2 separate regions of the Zea mays genome follow, and region 1 is linked to region 2. The links are chromatin contacts, called in public Hi-C maps. All regions are on one chromosome and are shown on one strand. Each heading gives the region's core, a stretch centred on a gene start, on an enhancer-like site or on the middle of the called end of the contact. The rest is flanking DNA. Distances are from core to core; before and after follow the strand shown.

Evidence for each region. A called contact is a pair of places that touch in the nucleus more often than the background predicts.
Region 1: a Hi-C map of endosperm shows a contact between it and region 2, with 2.4 times the contacts expected there. The contact joins the promoter of LOC100277170 here to the promoter of LOC100282958 in region 2. A contact is called at or near these places in 2 of 25 Hi-C or Micro-C datasets (ear and endosperm).

Annotation. Positions count from the first base shown.
Region 1 is chr6:73,603,442-73,610,206 of Zm-B73-REFERENCE-NAM-5.0, reverse strand. It overlaps LOC100277170, which reads left to right and starts at 4,576. Exons shown (of 1, transcript NM_001150816.2): 1 at 4,576-5,239. The coding sequence starts at 4,682. The coding sequence ends at 4,978.
Region 2 is chr6:73,284,026-73,290,867 of Zm-B73-REFERENCE-NAM-5.0, reverse strand. LOC100282958 reads right to left here and starts at 4,694. Exons shown (of 5, transcript NM_001155863.2): 1 at 4,493-4,694; 2 at 4,201-4,401. The coding sequence starts at 4,636. LOC100273436 (putative cytochrome P450 superfamily protein) reads left to right here and starts at 4,969. Exons shown (of 6, transcript NM_001147873.1): 1 at 4,969-5,350; 2 at 5,687-5,902; 3 at 6,186-6,467. The coding sequence starts at 5,006.

The DNA of each region.
Region 1 (6,765 bases), core at 3,327-5,826, 320 kb before region 2:
AGTATGCAAATTTCTCCCCCTGATAACCACACTTTTAAGTCCTTTATAATTGCTTCAAGTCCATCCTTTCAATGATGGATGCAATGCTTAAATGGAGATCTACAAGATCCTCTTGTGCCTTATTATGCAAGACCCTAGCATGGTTCATCATATGCCTTCTTGATCATACCTTAATGGGATTTTCATACATAGCACATATCCCATCATTACTTATGCAACACAAGCTTCTTTGTTTCATAAGTTGGTAGTGGGGATTCTTAATCCACAATGCTTATATCATGGAGTGTTTCTTATTCAAAGTATACATCTTCACAAAATCTTTATGCTAGACTTTGGTTCCCATATGAGTTTGTTATTGTTGACACAAAGGTTTACTTTCTGACTCTAATTCAATTCTGATTTGCCACAAAGGGAATTCATATTCACATTTAGATTCATGTCTTGATCTTCAATTCAAAATTTCTCTACCCTTTGGATGTATTGGAGGACATTCATGATCCATACACAAGGTATTTATTTATACTTAGTGCCATTACCGATCCAACACAATGACACATAGTGTCTACCTTTTGTGTTATCTTCATGGTGTATCGGCATGGTATTTCCTCCCCCTCATCCTTAGGTTCTTATAGGTCTAGGTTCTTCACAAATGACCGACCAATTAATAGCATTTTCATAATACACATTTTTATATTGAAACCCTTTCAGTATGATAAGGTATATGTTTCAAATATTCACTCAAGCATGCCTCAAGCTATATGCCTAAGCTATGGTTTGCCCATACTTCGAGTATGGTTGCTTCTTTTCATCGTTCTTTCAATACTTGTGGTAACTTTTCGAAGTTACACTATGCTTAATTCTATTTGCCTTTCCTAGGTTATGGGCAAAGACACTTCTATGTGCCTATAAATATATATAAAGCCCAAATCTAGATATTTTCTTTATTTAACCATCCCTTTATTCAACTTCAAGTTGATTTCTGCCAATGAGATAAACATACTTACAAGAGGAGATAATGCCCATGATTAGGAAAAAACAGATCTTCAAGAACTTGAGCTGCTAGTGGTCATTGTATCTTTGCTACAGTGATTGCCATCTTTTCAAGATAGTCTGCATTATATGATAGATACATAATGACTATTGCTCTTGTTCAAGTATTACCATTCCTTTTCGGAATTCACGGGAGTGCTTTATGCACTTTATCTTGCTTTACTCTAATATTTCTCAATACGGTAGCAAGCTCCTTTATTAATAGCTGATGAGCTCAAATTTGTTTCAGCTTTCTCTTCTTTTTCATTTACCGGTATATTCATATCCTGAAGGCACCTCGCTAGCAGGCTGCTCTCCAGTTACCAGCTCTCAACTGGTTCCCCATTATTTCGTTGGGGTGTTTCGTGACTAGGCTGTGATAAGCTCTCTTATCCATTTTTCTCGAGGCGTCCCCGGGTACTTGGAATTAGAGTAACTAGATTTCCTATCCTTTTCTTTGAGGCCTCGGAATAGGATGAGGAATACCATTCATGGTACTTAAGTCCTCTCTAGTGCACTAAACAATAGTGCGACTTGATCACGCTCTACAAATCACAAAACAAAATGGCAGTTCAATACTTTATTCCAATGTCTTCTTGACATTCCAATTTACTTCTTGGTATTGTATGGGAATATTCTATGTGAATTCCCGGCTTCTTGATTTTCTAGTTTTCTTATTGGTGCGAGTCTTGCACGGGGATCTTTTTGGCTTTTCAGGTGATTTCCCGGCATTCTTATTTCAAGTATTCTTTTCCTCCCCCTAATGCCGTGGAATAGATACTTGGGAATTATTGTGGTAAGTACATATACCATAGATTTGAAGTTGGGGAGTTGTACTTATGATCATTTGCATTAGTCATATGCATTATGACTATATGCCCCTTTTCTTTTCTTTTGAAATTATGGACTTCATGTCCTTTTCTTGAAAAAAGGGTAATTCTTCTAGTACGACCATATTTTCCAAGTGTATCCTTATTTCTTTTGGCATCTTTCTTCACATTGCTAGACTTCATAGTGATGATTACCCATTATATCCATAATTCTTATGAGCAATGTTATCAACTTCATTGGTATGTGGTTTTCTAAGGGGCACACTCTATTTTGACCACTTTGATGAAGCATATGGCACATATAATTGCTTAAGATCCCTAACAAGGGCTTTACACCACCATGGATATCTCCTAGATGCATTCTAGGTAAGGGGTATTCTTTGTACTTTTCATAAGAGAACATCGTATTATTAGTTTCCCTAATGGCTCAGAGTACACACATGAATCTTCTTGATTCAGGGGATGCTAATTTGTTATGGTCATGCAAGTTGATTGTTTCTCATTATTTGCGAATATAATTGAGATTTCTATGATGCAAGGGACCATGATTATCTGAGCTTCTAGGCTCTTTGACAATTCAAGTGTGCATAGCGAGGTTCAAAGGGAAAATTTCATAAATATTTTTTTTCAACCAACCTTTATTATTTTGGAAAAACATCCATATTCCCTAATAATTCATATGGGAATGTGCTACTATGTTAATTGTTTCGTCATGAAACGAATTCTTATGGATCTCTTTTAAACTTGAGAGGGTACTACATGTACGATGTTTCGTATGATCATGCTTCTTCAAGTGCTGATATAATGTAACATTTTTTCATTCTATGCATATAATGTAAAATAAATACTTCGAGGAATGACATTATAGAGGGCAACCTTCGTGGCCCGCTTGGATGCACTCTTCTTAAAAATTCTTTTTTGTGTCGATATCTCTTTCGACATTTTATATCAGTCGTATACTTTCATAGAATTTAAGAGATGATTCATACGCTTCTATGTTACTTTCGTGCTTCATAATAGTCGAGTAAATGCAAGATTCCATACAAAGTGGAAACAAACATCGAATGTATTTCAAATAAATACTAAGTAAAAATTCATATATAATGATGAGAAAAATGTGACCTTCTCTTCAAGAGTTGGAAATTATTTGCCAAAGCGGGTCTACTCTTCGTGGCTTTCTAATTCATACAATATTTACAATCACAATTCTAAAATGATGCAAGAGATGTTGATCATTTATAAGAGATCATTCAAAATAAATATTGACATTAATTTCAATATTATTGTTTGGGGTATTTTCTTCTCCAATCCACTTCATGTGGTTTTTTATACGATTAGGGGCAAGGGGGTATTTCTTCATGACAGAGCATTCTTAGTGTCAATGACTTACTACTTGCATGTTTGACCATAAACTTACTTTGGTATGAACCAAGTTAGTGTGCTTTCATTTGGCGATTCATAAGACTGAATTTGGATATGCATGAGGTAAGCGGTTGTGCATATTAGAAACAACAAGATGACCTTCTATGGTTCATATGGATGGTTACTGTTGTTTATATGCTAGTATTAGACTTCTTGTTAAATATTTTCAACTAGATCAAGAGAATTACTGATCATATGTCTACTTCATGAGACTTGTGCATATTAATTGATCGACGTAGAAGTCGGCGATTTTAAATCAGCAACAATTACATGCCACACCTCGATCGACTTCTTGTCGGCGACTACCAGTCAGCAACGATGGCGCATTCATATGTCATGTGGAGAAAATACTTAAAATTGCTCGTATTTTCGTAGTTTGAAATATGTACAAAACACTTGCCATCCTATATAAGTCGTATATGGTATGCTTCTCATGAAATTCAATAGCTATGAAAAATTAATAGCACTAGCAATTTCATAATGTATTGCATAAAAGTAATAATACCATAAAATTACCTTCAATTCCATAATTCGTTTATGCCATCATCAACGCTTACATGTGTATATTTGCAATTTTCATATTTTTCGAAAACACTTCTTGTTATTTCAGATATTTTGGATGTAACTATCCATATATTCTAAAAATGCTCCATGTACTTTCGAATTGAGTTCATCATGTAGGACTTTCCACAGTATGTAATGTGCTTTCCGGTAATATACACATCATACAATATATGCTATTCCATAATATGCTTTAGGATTTACTTCTTGTAAATTTCTAAATATTCTAGGTTTTTTAGTATTGCTATATAAATAAATATACATAGATAAAATGAGGAAAATTACTTCATGTAACTTTCTATTGCACTCTAGGGATAAACATAACAATTGAACAAAAGTAATGAAAATTCATAATTCAAATGCTTAACAGCAAAGATATAACCTACTAAATAAATAGTGTAATATAAAAGTACATAAATAGAGAATAATTCTGGTCCCGATTATTGCATGAAAATAGTTTTCATCATTTCCAGCATTTTCATGATTATTCTTGAGCTTTCCTATAGTTCAAGAGATACTACTAATCATTTCCTTTTTTTAGCGGACTTTATAATTTTCTGATAAAAGTTAAAAAAAACCGTTAGGCCTTCCAGTCCCATTTCATCCAATTAGTCATGCGCGCGCTCTTTGCTGCCCGCTCCTTTTTCTTTTCTTTTCCTCTCTTTGTTGTTTTTTTTGCAGGGCCTAGCCCATATAGCCCTAAATGCGCACGCAAGGGGAAGTGAGGAACCTTGTTAGGGTTTCCTGTTGCTGGCTGCTCTTGCTGGCCGCCGTCAAATCTTTCTCTACCCATTTTTCCTCCTCTTCTTTCTTCTCTGGCTCGATGGAACGACGGAAGGATGCAATCCGCGCGCCTACACGCTCGCCTGTGGGTTGGCGGCGGCAGCTGTGGGGCCCACGCCCGTGGCTGCGGCATCGCGGCCTGCACACTCGTCTTTGAGGCAGCATCGGGGCCTGAGCCCGCGCCTTCTTGCGGCAGCAGCTGCCTGCGTGCTCGCCTGCGTCGGCGGCGACGGTGGCCTGCGCACCCGCGCGCTCGGCGACAGTCTGTGCTTGTTTTGCGGCGGGCGGGGCCACGTCTGTGCGTCAGCGCGCCTTCAAAACAGAGGCGGCGCGATGCCCTCGTAGCGGGGTAGCGGGGCTAAGACGGCTGTATGCCGGCGTGCCGGAGCGGCGTCAGCAGAGTTGTGCTTGCGTGCCGGAGTGCTCTTACTTCTTGCCTGAAGCAGTTACGGCGAAGCCCGCGCCTGCTTGCGGCGGCGTGGCCAGCGCACTCGCCTGCATGGCGGTGCGGCGGCCGCTGTGCCCGCGTGCAGCCGCACACCAGCTTCACACGAGCAGCGGTGGCTGCCTTGCGTGTTGAAACAAATAAATGTAAAAAAAATCATGTCTGTTACACACCTTTAGCATGATCAGATGAGCATGTGGCCATATTCCTGCATGCGCCGTGTGATTTGGATTCGTACCTTCTTGAAAGTTACAAGGGCACTCGTGCTGATAACGTGTTAAAAACCCTTTACTACTAAGTGTAGTTCAAAGGCTTCTTAACTAGAAGTAGAATCACAAACACAAGAGACACAAAGATATAGGAGGAACTGATATTCTCATTCATGTATTCAGCTCACTGGTTACAACAAATGGTGGTGTCCTCCTCTATATATAGTGCAGAGTTAGGGTTTCGGCTAGATTGGCCACGTGGGGCCTTCGGAGCCCAAACTGGTTTCTTAACAGGTTCAAGTCGTCCGATCAGAAACACACAGCCTAGATTAGAACCGAACCGTTATGTGATATTAGCCCTCGGATCATAAATGGACGGCCCAGGCTGTTCGATCTCTCGACAAACCAGTATGCCACTAGGGCCATCAGATCCACGATCTACCACCCTAATTTTATGAAGCCCGAATTGATCTAGTTCCTTCGATCTAGATCCAATGGTCCCAAATCAATCTTTGGACCACTCCCATCCGATCAGATCACGACCACACAATCCCGGATCAACGACCAGTGCTACTTCACCCACCTTCGGCCAACATGGCGGCGGCGCTCGCGCCAGCCACGGCGGCGCCATGGCTGGGGGTGGGTCGTTCACGTCACTCGACACCCTAAACGGAACACCAGAGGATCCTAGGCTTAGGAAGGAGCATGACACACTTGATAGCAGCATCCTTACGCCAGGGGGTCCTGCTGATCCTTGCGCCAAGCCGAGGTTCCCCACCCAAACAGCACCCTAAAGCTACCCTCCTAGCCCGCACTGCGAGGATAATCGTGCAGCAACGGTTTGATTCAACGGCGACGGTGTCTCTCCTACCTCGATTTTTCTCTATGTGCGTCCTCTCTCTCTCAATGGCTCCCAGTTCCTTTGGCCAAGACAGAGGAGGGGGAAAAGGTGCACGGCTTCTATAGATATCGTGAGGCCACAGCAGGGACTCCGCTAACCGAAGCGATCCGGGCGGCGTGGGGGTCACGCGACCACGTTCCCAGGCGGACTTATCGCCGCGGTCTCAACGGCGCAAGGTGGAAGAAAGGTTGGGACCCTCATGCCAGTGAAACGGAAGCCCCACTGGCGAGCTTGGTGCGAGGCTAACTAGTGGGCCCCACAAGTAAGCGACTCAGGAAAGAGGAGAGGATCCGAGTGGGCCGTGCGGGATGACACTAGAGATGGGCCGAGAGGTAATCGGCCAAGACGCAAGTAAGGTTTCTTTTTTTTCTTCTTTTTTTCCTATTTCCTATTTTCCAATTCCAATTAGATTTAAATTCAAACAAAGTTCTAATTTACAGAGACACACAAAATATTCCAACATGAATGCAAGGTACATGTATTAAGTTTATTCATTTATTTATTACTTTACTTATTTATTTAGGCAATGTTTTCAATATGCAACACACATAATATTCATTTTACGACAGTATTTTGAATGTGTGA
Region 2 (6,842 bases), core at 3,445-5,944:
TTTGTATTGTGGCGAGTAGAAGAGCCCGTTGCTGAGGATCCTGGTGAGCAGCAGATAGAAGTAGCTGAGCAGGAGCTCATTGAAGGCAAGTTGTGCCCTTGACCACTTTTTACCCAATAATGTTCTTTAATATCATTTATCCATGCACAGGTTAATTTTGATGGGACCCAATAGGTCACCCTAGATTGTTTATCTCATTACCTTGTTTACCCCTGAATCACTTGGGTAGTTTGCTATTGCTTTATATGGTTTTGGGATAATCATTCATTATATCTATGTTCCAATTATTCTTGTTATTCTATTTATGTTCATATCAAGTTCATTAATGTTAATTGGAACATAGAGCTTAACTTGAGAACCACGTGCCACCACAAGGGTTTAATGGGACGCCCTTGGCTGACTAATTAGGAAAGCTAGTGGAAGACTACCTGACCCGAAAGGGGCAAGGCCAGTAGGGGAGTTGCATGCAAGGAGGTTCTCGGGTTGATTTAGCTGCGATGGCGGTCAGACGGGGGATTCTTGCAAGTGCTCTTCCCATAAACTGTAGCGGGTTTTCGGAAGCTAGTGGAACTTTGTAAAGGCCTCGTAGTGTTGCCCTGTCTCGCTTCCTAGGTAGAGGTGTATGGGAGTCGCGACCCCTTGGCAGATGGGTAACATGACTTGTAGGTAAAGGGTACAACCTCTGCAGAGTGTAAAACTGGTATACTAGCCGAGCTCACGGTCATGAGCAGCTCAGGACTCTCTGATGTTTAAATTATGGAACTTAAATTCAATTTTGTCATTTGCATTGCATGGGTTTATTATTAATTTTGTTCAATTACTTTACTTAAGGTTTGGTATTTACTTACACTTAGTAATTGCTAATAAAATTTGGACCAACTACTTAAAAGCAATGCTCAGCTTTAACCCCTATCATTGATTAGCCTTACACATCACATGAACTCACACCTTTGTGAGTTTATGTCCACTGGTTTCCCACAACTTGTTGAGCTATGATCATGTGTGAGCTCACCCTTGCTGTCGCACACCCCCCCACAGGAGAAGAACAGGTGGTTCAGGAGGAGCCATAAGGCGAGGAGTATGATCTGATTTAGGTGGAGTTTCTCAGTTGACATTAGCGCCGACGATCCTTAGTTCGTTTTATATTTATTCTTTTATTTTGTAATAAGTCTTCCGCTATGTAATAAATACTCTGATGTTTTGTGACATTTATCTCTATACACTCTGTTATTATATATGTTGTCTTCTTGGCGCATGTATGAGATGCACCTGGCTTTGTTCTTTAAAGCCGGGTGTGACAATAAGGCGCGATGGGTCCTTCACGGGTTTACTCAACGCCCCGGCATCGACTTCTCTGAGACTTTTAGTCCCGTGGTCAAAAACTGCTATAGTTCGGACAGTGCTCTCATTGGCTCTTTCACGAGGATGGCCTATTCATCAGTTGGATGTCAGTAATGCTTTTCTTCATGACACATTATCTGAAATTGTCATCTGTGCTCAGCCCACTGGTTTCGAAGACTCCACTCATCTAGATTATGTATGCCGTCTCAACCGCTCTCTTTATGGACTCAAGCAAGCCCCCCGTGCATGGTACAACAGATTCGCTTCTCACCTTCTGCAGCTCGGTTTCATTGAGGTAAAACAAATACGTCCTTGTTTGTCTATCACAAGGGTGCAGACATGGCCTACCTTCTTCTGTATGTGGATGATATTGTGCTCACTGCCTCCTCCCTGCCAACACTACGACGTATCAGTGCCCTCCAGCAATAATTTCCTACGAAGGATCTTGGCAGACTTCACCATTTCCTCGGCATGCATGTTCAGCACTCTACCTCAGGCATCTATCTTTCCCAGCATCAGTACATGATTGAGATTCTTGAGCGAGCTGATATGAGTGACTGCATGCCATGTACTACACCAGTCGAGGTGAACCCCAAGCTCCCCTCTAATGGCACTCCAGTTTCAGATCCCACTAATTACCGCAGTCTTGCAGGAGCTCTTCAGTACCTTACATTCACCCGTCCAGACATTGCTTATGTTGTTCAGCAGGTTTGTCTCCACATGCATGATCCACGAGAACCACACTTGGCTGCCCTCAAGCGCATCCTACAATACATCAGAGGCACTTTGCATCTGGGGCTGTTTCTTCGACCAACTTCTCAAACTGAGTTGGTTGTTCACTCTGATGCCAATTGGGCGGGCTGTTCGGACACCCGCAGATCCACCTCTGGCTATGTTGTCTTCTTCGGCGACAACCTGATCTACTGGTCTTCCAAGCGCCAGAATACGGTTTCTCGCTTCAGTGCTGAAGCCGAATACCGTGCTATTGCTAATGCCGTTGCTGAGGCCACTTGGCTTCGACAGCTGTTGACTGAATTGCATGCTCCTATGCCGAAGAAGACCTTGGTATACTGTGACAACATCAGTTTTGTCTACATGTCCTCCAACCCCGTTCAGCACCAGCGCACCAAACATGTGGAGATCGACATTCATTTCGTTCGGGAACATGTTGCCCTTGGCAATGTTTGTGTCCTACATGTACCGACGACTTCACAGTTTGCTGACGTCTTCACTAAAGGTCTGTCGTCTTCGGTGTTCACTGATTTTCGGTCCAGCCTCAACGTTCGCTCAACAAACGTATCGACTGCGGGGGGATGTTAGACAGCAATATTCATTGCCTTGTATATAGGCGTGATGCCTGGCTTCCATAAGCAGCCGGTCAGCCTTGTATAGCAGGTTAGGATAGAGAGAGATTTGGGGAAGAGTCCAGGATGGTAAGGATCAATTAGGGTCCTATTGTTTCCTTGTTTAGGAGGTTTCCTTTTGCCTCTGGCCTTCCCCTATATATGTAACAGCACCTCTACTATATCAATACAAGACACAATTCCTGCATTCTACTTCACTTACAAGGAGAAGATAGGCAATCCACTTATATACTTCAACACATGGCTTACAAGGTGCATTATGGATTGTAAGAGAAAGGGAAATTATAAACATGACATCATATGCGAACTGGCAGTAATATAAATAGGCCAAAAAGAAACGATAATTTGTCAACGCGTGGATGGATACAATATCTGATATGATTGATAGAGTCAGGGGCAGATCTGAACCCGGGGCTGCCTGGGCTGCAGCCCCGGTCACGGTGTAGTCGGAAACACAACACCACGCACGGCAGGAGGTAGCAGCCAGGTTCTCACCCGCACAGGCAGGGCGCTAGGCGCCAGCTGCCAGGCAAGCGCGCTGCCCTGCAGTGCAGGCTGCAGGTTGCTGCAGTGCATGCTGGCATGCTGCAAGAGACGTGTTACTGAAGCCTGGCAAGGTGACAGGGGAATTGGCTCTGCGCCTGGCCCTTTTCTTTTTCTCTCATGGTCAGCTGTCTAGAGTCTAGACTTTACTTTGTGACTCATATAATTCTTCATTTGTTCACTTGCTAAACATAGATTGTTGTTCACCAGCACATTAGATTTTTAGACTTTAGTTAGTTTGGTTTGGTCAATTATTTGCTAGAATAATTGATAAAATTATTTTTATGTTTGTAGGGATAGGATAGTTAGATTTTTTATCAAGAAACAAAAGAAAGATATTTCTAACGCAACTCATATGAGCGATATATATTGAGTATTTAATCTACATATTTCTTAGATATTTGAATTGTATCTTGTTACTTGTGTCGTATTAAACATTAATTAGATTATTAGTTTTGTCTACATTTTCTTAGATATAATCCTGGATCTGCCACTAGATACAGTTGCTGGTATATGCAACGGTACATAAAAAAAGTCCAAGAAGTTACTGCAAGGACGGGTGTCTGCATCACATTAGTTTTATTATCACCACCAGTTCTAGGGGTTTGAGCTCTGCCAAACAGGGTGGGAGGTTTCTTTTGTTTCTAGGTTAAATTCAGGATGGCGATTGAGATTATAGAAGTGAAATCTTGCATTATATGCCAGCATGACATCTTTGCCAATTATTTACGCAAGGGCCCGTATGTTATTATTATAACCACAGACCACTCGTATGTTGTAGACACCAACCTCCAACAAACCTGTCTCCACCAACCACCATCACTCACTGACGTGCAAGAATACCCCGGCCGGCATTTCCAGCTTCCACTTGTATGTTCACATCGACCACGCGCAGGTGACAGCCACATCTACCAAACAAAGGAATCAAATGGAGAAGGTACACCGCGCTCACCGTGACCTCGATGGGCACCTTCTTGTCGATGCGGTGCTGGTAGTAGAGGTCGATGCAGTCGATGCCGAGCCGCTTGAGGCTGGCCTCGCAGGCTGCCCGTACATACGCCGGGTCACCGCGGATCTCGCGCTTGCCGTCGGCGAAGGAGACGGCAAACTTGGTGGCCAGCTCGACCTTCTCCTTTACACCGCCTTGAAGCGCCTTCACGAATTCAGAAGCATTACATCGAACATCTTCAGTGCAAACTTGAAAAGGGCCACAGGAAACAGAGATCTAATTCGAGCGGACCGACCTTGCCTAGCAGGATCTCGTTGGTGTGCGGGCCGTACATGTCGGAGGTGTCAAGGAGGGTGACCCCGGCGGCGACGGCGTGGTGGATGAGCTTGATCATGTCAGGCTCGGGTTTGGGCGGACCGTAGAAGGCGGACATGCCCATGCAGCCGAGGCCCTGCGCGGAGACCTCTAGCCCCTGGGAGCCCAGCTTGATGCGGGGGACGGACACGGTAGCGGCAGCCATTGCAGATGCAGGAAGATGCTCGTCGATGGTCTCGGGTAGTTGGAGGTGGTGTGGTGCTGTCGTCCACCGGCCGGCCGTGGCTATAATAAAGAGTGCGACTGTGCGAGGCCCTCTGTGCCGGCGGGTAGTGCCGTAGTGGACTGGATGTCATAACGTCACTCACTGCACATGTGAGCCCAAACATAACGTATTACTGTCGATAGAAAAACACGTCACTGCCTCACTGGCTGCCATCTTGCTCTGAGTCAGCGCGGCAACCTTCTGCACCGCAGCAGCTCCAGCTCTCCAATGGCTTCCCAGCTACCCTCCCTCGCCGCGCCGGCAGGACTGTGCCTGCTGTCAGCTCTTGCCGCAGCGCTGCTGGTGCTCACCCTCTACGTCCTGGGCGCCGTCGCGTCATTCGCTGTCTTCTGCGCCGGAGAGTTCGCCCGGAGAGACCCGGGCCGGCCGCCGCTCACGGGGACGATGCTCCGGCAGCTCAAGAACTTCGACAGGCTGTTCGACGAGCATGTCAGGTACGCGCTGGCGCATCGCACCAGCCGGCTGGTCTACCCTGGACACAGCGAGCTCTTCACAGCCGACCCCGCTGTCGTTGAGCATGTCCTCAGGACCAACTTCAGCAAATACAGCAAGGTGGTTTCCCGAACCCGTCAAACTCTTTTATCCCCCCTTCCATGTCCACCAGTCTCATATCAGCACGTAGCTCAATTTATTATGTGCCAGATGCCTAAATCCTGCATCAAATGGTGTCAGAACTTCAGTAATCTGCAATTAACTTGAAACAACACTACACTTGATTCAGCAAGAATACCATCACCCTTGAAATTACTTTTTTAAGTGTGACTTCAACCTTTTCATCTTTTCTGCCAGATCATTTAAGTACTTAACCATGCAACCAACTGAAATGGCAGGCTACAACAATATGAGCTTATGGACATGATTTTGAACTCATTTGAGAATGATACACAGGGAGCCTACAATATTGGAGTAATGAAGGATCTCTTCGGGGATGGAATTTTTGCAATAGATGGGGATAGCTGGAGGCACCAGAGGAAGCTGGCAAGCCATGAATTCTCAACCAAAGTGCTACGTGAATTCAGCAGCGTTGTCTTCAGAGCAAATGCTACAAGACTGGTAGATAAGATATCATCTGCAGCAGCTAACAGAACTATTCTAAACATGCAGGTACCTACATCACTAACATGAAAGTGCATATATATCATTACTTCGTAAATACGGTCATATTGGTAAATATTAGTTAAGTGCTACTCCCTCCGTTCTAAATTATAAGACATTTTGGCTTTTTTAAATACATAGATTAAGCACATAGATATACACTATGTCTAGATACGTAATAAAATCAATGTATCTAAAAAAAGCTAAAACGTCTTATGATTTGGAACCGAGAAAATACATAATATTTGTATTTGATAGAAAAATTGGATCATATTAATGCATCCTTTTTCAGGATCTTTTGATGAAAACAACTATGGATTCAATCTTTAAAGTGGGATTTGGTTTCGAGCTGAACACGCTATCTGGATCAGATAAATCCAGTGTTCAGTTCAGCAACGCCTTTGATGAGGCAAACTGTATTGTCTACCACCGCTATGTCGATCTGTTCTGGCAGCTGAAACGTTATTTCAATATTGGATCAGAAGCGAAGCTCAGAAAGAACATTCAGATCATTGATGACTTTGTGATGAATTTGATACACCAAAAGAGAGAGCAAATGAACGGGCAAGATAATGTAAGGGCTGCAAAACTCTAGCCTCAATATAAGCTTGTCCACCTTCTGTGTTGGTATATGCTTTTTGGTAACAACCTGATGCAGAAAACTCGATCTGGCACTAAAATAAGAGATCTTTGTGCCTAGCCATGAGATATTTGCATCCTGTTGGAAGCCAAAAAGGGCCACGCGGACGGTCTAGCCCTGAGGCCGGACGGTCCGCGGTCCGGACTGTCCGCGGTGGTGGCGCGGACGGTCCGCGCGTGCGCAGAGTCAGTTAGGGTTCCTAGTTTCTCACGGGATTTGTTACCTAAAACCGTGGGATTGACTCGGAAATCAGTTCGAAGCGGATCCAGACCTCCCCTTTATATAGATGAAGGGCTACGGCCGATTGAA